2 separate regions of the Gossypium hirsutum genome follow, and region 2 is linked to region 1. A link is a contact called in public Hi-C data. All regions are on one chromosome and are shown on one strand. Each heading gives the region's core, a stretch centred on a gene start, on an enhancer-like site or on the middle of the called end of the contact. The rest is flanking DNA. Distances are from core to core; before and after follow the strand shown.

Evidence for each region. Hi-C and Micro-C count contacts between places; a contact is called where the count stands out from the background.
Region 2: a contact with region 1 is called in a Hi-C map of leaf, with 2.2 times the contacts expected there. The contact joins the promoter of LOC107909556 here to the enhancer-like site in region 1. A contact is called at or near these places in 2 of 34 Hi-C or Micro-C datasets (both in leaf).

What each region holds. Positions count from the first base shown.
Region 1 is chrD02:63,722,846-63,725,545 of Gossypium_hirsutum_v2.1, reverse strand. No RefSeq gene overlaps it. Among protein-coding and RNA genes, the nearest start is that of LOC107909562, 19 kb to the right of the region's middle. Within about 2 kb of position 1,290, at least 3 of the 9 cell types and tissues checked have an H3K27ac peak or open chromatin away from gene starts, as enhancers often do. A contact at or near this core is called in leaf, where this site is marked.
Region 2 is chrD02:63,897,825-63,900,524 of Gossypium_hirsutum_v2.1, reverse strand. It overlaps LOC107909556 (vacuolar-sorting protein BRO1), which reads right to left and starts at 1,435. Exons shown (of 8, transcript XM_016837137.2): 1 at 495-1,435. The coding sequence starts at 1,175.

The DNA.
Region 1 (2,700 bases), core at 41-2,540:
CATATATTCCAAGTGACACTACCTACTTCTCTTTTATATAATCCTAATATTAAAGTGTTGGGTGGAGTTAGCTTTTAAGACATGTGATGAAGTGACCCATTTCTCTCTCTTCCCCCCTCTCTATATAATTGAATTAATCAAATCACATTATGATGTTAACTATATTTTATTACAAACCTAACATGGACCTAAACTTAGATTATATTACACTAACCCCCCAAAAAAGCTTATATTATTACAAGTCTAGATTGTGTCTGCATATAGGATATAAAAGCATTGCCAATTTGCCATTTTAGTTTAAATAAAGAGTTTTTGTCTTTAATGTCTTCATAATAATTTTCTTTTAATTTCAAGAAAATATAATAAATTTATTATGTCTCATTTATTTTTAGAGGAGAATGGAATTGTTAAAGATTGAATCAAAACTCTCGTACTTACAACATGATAGATAAAATTATTTCTAAATGTCAAATCTTCTTTATGAGTTAATCAAATCATTCATATAGAGACAAAATTCATGTGAATTCAAATTAATTAACATTAAATTTAAAATTATTTGTAACCTATTTCTTCTTGTCTATGATGCTTGTTAAAAAACAAATCTCCCTTGTGAAAGAAAAAATCTTGTGTGAAAGAGAGACAAAAATAAAAATGGTAATCTAATAAAGTGAGAGACATAGGTGGGCTAACACAAGCACAACCCACGCTACGTCTCACCTGCAGACACTTGAGTTTGGGAGGGGACATCTCCACATGCCTTGACAAAGCATACCTTGGAGTTTTTGTTTCTTTTTTCTTTTGGGGTAATTTGAAATTTTCATTTTTCGGATTCTATAAATATATATATCCCCTCTCTCTCTCTCTCTTTGTTTTGACGTATATCTTGGTTACCCTATGTCCCACCCTTGATTTTGATCACAAGCTGATAATTGATGTACTTTGAATAGTATGTATATATTTGCTCACTTCTTCCTTTAATTATGAAATCAGGGATTTAATTTTTCTCATGAAATTAGTAGAAATTCTGATTTCAAAAAAAAAAAAAGTTACCAATATATATATACATGTCAAGTCCTTTCATTCTCCAACATTTTCTGTTTTTTTTTTTTTTAGTTTCAGCAATATATATGATATTGTATTAAGATGTAATTTTTCAATTTTGAATAAAACCTTTGCCTACTTTGGCGCCGCCCCGACATTCATTTTCAACCATAATAGCATAGCATCTAAACACAAAGTGTGTGAACACAGAAGTTTAGAGGTTTGGTTTGTAGAGAGTAAAACTCATCACATCACATCACATCACATGGGAAATGTTTGTTTGCAATCACTCAACATTATACTAATATAACCCACCCGCTCTACTCAATTATTTATATATATGAAGATGAGACTTAGCTCTGAGAAAAGGGTTTCAATTCCAGCATATTATATTAATATACAAAGAAAAAGTTGTTCTTATTATAAAGAAGAAGCCTTGAGTTATGGACGGTTTTGTCTGCAGGGAAAATCCCAAGCAGAGAAGGGTCTTAGACTTGGTCTTAGTCTTACCTATATATTAGTAGAAGCTACAAATGGATTTTGGATTCTAACACATATGAGATAAAGCCTAATACAAAATGTGTGTTTTATTATTATTTAAAAACATACACAGTTCGAGTACTTCCGTGGGTGCTTCATGCTACTCCTCAAATTTTAAGATCTCATTTCTTTCTGTTAGAAAACCCATTATCACAAGTTAAATTAATCTATTTATTTACCATCACTTTTATCAGTGTTTGAACATTAAACTTTAAACCAATCCATTGCAGGATGCAAGCAATGGCTTATTAAGAATGATGATATTTCTACATTTGCTATTTCTATCTTATCTCATAAAATCTATTTAGTTGAACTCAAACTACTCTTAAATAACTCGATGCATGTCGACAATGAGTTTCTTTTTTTCTTTTTTTTTTGTTTAAATAATAACTATAAATGATGATGATGATGGTAGAAACTAGATTTTGTGCAGAGACGTAACTGGAATAAATTTGAATCTAGTAAATTGAAAACTTAATTTGTTAAACCAACCTGAAATCTATTTGAATTGGAGTCAACCATTTGATTGGATCAAGTTCAACTATTTTTCCAGCTTTGGGCTGAATGCAAATTGATCCATGTTTTGGATTTTGACGTTAGGCTTTATTAAGTCCACATTAGGTTGATTTTAGTTTACTTGGATCTTTTAGGCTTGTAATTGGTCCCAATCCATTTCCCTCATTATTAGTACTCGTTTTTACCCAATAGGCCACATTTGGTGCACTTAATGCAAATGAGAAGAGTAAAAATACTATAGAGGCCTTTTACACTAAAAGATGGATTGCATTTTAACTTCTTTACTGAAAATATTTACAAATTAGTCCCTGTGTGTTAGAATAGAGAGCAAGTTGATTCTTCTACTAAAAATTTAATCCATTTCTATCATTAAAAATTAGTTTTTGTATGTCATAATGAGGTACACGTGGTCGTCTGATTATTTTGTTAGCCACACTAATTTTTACACAGTAGAAATGGATGAAATTTTTAACAGAAACGACCAGATTACTCTTTGATATAATGTACAAGGACTAATTTATCCATTTTTTTAGTAGAGGGGTAAAATGCAATCTTGCTCCTAATATAATGGCCTCGATAGTACTTTTACTAAAGATGAGTGAT
Region 2 (2,700 bases), core at 186-2,685, 170 kb before region 1:
TACTTTCTAATAAATAAAACTGCAACAGTCATAATCTCCAATACTTCTCAGTGCATTACTTTCTAATACATAATGAATCACCAATCATAAGTATGGCTTTCACAATTAGTAAGTGGATTCTACACATATGAATGATAATGATTAGTGTATTGAGAAGTAATGAACAAAATCATATGGGATTCACATTTGGATTTGATTTTACTTCATAAAAGAAAAAAGGAAATAGTATACAGCAAAAATAACTATTAATCAAAAACAACCCCAACGATCAAAATGCAACACCTATTTTAATATAACTAATCAGTAAAAAGTATTTATTCTTAAAAAATGAAATTTCTTTTTTAATTCTTCATAAAAACTAGAAATTAAAAGTTAACCTCATGTGCTTGATAAGTCCTCCCCAAAACAAAATCTACTAATTCATCCCAAAAAACACAGATTCCAATTGTCAATCAGGTCCAAAGCAAAAATAAAATTTAAAAAAAAAACCCAACCTGCCTAGAAATCTTGGCGCAAACTCCAGGAGTACTTCCTTTAGCGATGGTATTTTCAAAAACACACTCTTGAGCTTGAGCCAACATCAACCTCTCCAACATCCCGGCACACTCCACCGACAAATCGACGGTCGTACTGTTCCCCATGGACGCCTTTGTCGACGCATTATCTCTGAGGAAGGCAAACGACCCAGCCGCCGCGATAAACGCATGAGACGCTTGTCTCCTCCCTTCCACCGTAGCCCTATCGTAAGACAAGCCAATCTGACTATAAACCGCCCCGAGATTAAACAAAATGGCGGCTTTTTCTAAATGGATGTTCTGTTGAACCGCTTTTTGCTTCTGCTTAAATGCGTCAAACCAAGTGAATTGGATTGAATTGATGTGATCTCTATCGGGGGAAATTGGGAAACGGGTTTCAATTAGGCATAGGGCTTTGAAGTAAGAGATGAGGAGGTCGCGTCGGGTTGTTGGGGCTGGGTCGGGAACGCGTTCGATGTCAGAGCGGAGGGTTTTGACGGTGGAAAGGTCATCTTCGAGGTTGACGGCTTCGCGTTCGGAGTATGTGAAGCATATGTATTGGCGGAGAGGGCGGTAGAGGTCGATGGAATTGGTTTTTTTCTCATAGATTGCTAGCATGATGTTGGTGACTGTCGCCGAGGACGAGGACGCGGCGGCCATAGCGATGGCGATGGCGACGGCGATGTTGGTGGAGATCGAATTTTAGGTGAACGGAAACAGGGTTTAATCAGGAGTGGAATTGACGATGAGAAGAAAAACAAAATGGGAAAACAAAAGGAGGGGGGGGGGAGAGTTTTCTTATTGGCAAAGGAAGGAAATTTCGAGGAGAACAAATAGATTTGCAGGTCTTCGAGGTCCCACGCGCTTGAACCGGTATGGTTTCTGTTTTAAAAACCGGTAAAACTTCTTGAAATGGGTTTAACCAGTTAGATCCATAGAATTATATTTGATTATAGGTCGGATGGGTTGCAAAATTGTAAACCCATTTTCTAGAATGGGTCTAAATTCTATCAAACTCAACCCATATTAAAAATATTATTCATATTAATTTTTTAAGATTATTTTTATATAAAAATAAATTTTAAAAATATAATATATTAAAATAGATGTTTCCTAACAAATTAAAATACATTAAAAAAGATTTATACTTAAATAACTCTAACTTAATTGCAATTTAGCAAGCAAATGCTTTTAAAATAGTAACAAAATTAACCATAAAATAAGAGTTATACAATATCCAAACAATAACAATAAAATAGTAACAATATAATAATAAAATGGTTGCAAAACAGTAAGAAAACAATTGATTCAGGCCGGGCCCGGGCCAAAAAAGTCCTACTCAAAGCCCGACCCGTTTAGAAAACAAGTCTTATTTTTTGTTAAAGTCTATTTTTTGAGCCTATATTTTTTCTCAAACTCTTCCACTTTTTGGACTGACCTTCGAGCCTGGACGAGTGTCCTGGTCCATGATCAAGTCTACATAAAACCATAAAAAATAATGTAAATCTAATTATGTAGTAATCAATTTGGTCCTTCTATTTTTATGAAAATTAAGAATTTAGTTCAATTAGATAACACTCTTGAACTTTCAATTTAAATCTTTTACTCAAAAATTAGCTGTTCTACTATTTATATATAAGGGAGAGAGATCCACTTACATGAAGTAAAACTAAAATTAATAATTTTTTATTATTAATATTTTAACAATCTAGCCATTGAATTTATTAAAATATTTTTACTTATAATGCATGTAAATTTTTGAATTAATCTGATATCTCTATCATATCAATCTAAAATATTATCTATATTAACATATATGTAATGATTAAAAAAATTTATATTAAAAGATAGATAGAAATTTTTAATTTGCCCTAAACTTGCCATGCTTTATCTATATGAATGGAATATGATATATGACGGATAGATTATTAAAATATTAATCGTCCAAAAAAAGTTATTAGAGTGTATAAAACTACTCTAGTTTTACATCGATGTAAGTGAATCCCTCCCCTATAAAGACTTATTAAAATTAATAGCTCAACCATTTATAAACAAATTAACAAAAATCAACAATTCAAGTTTATGTGTATGCCAACAACTGGATTAATTTATTAACTTTTGTAAAATAAAAGGACTAAATTCTATCAAATTAAAGTAAAAGACTAATTTCTCAATTTCTATAAAG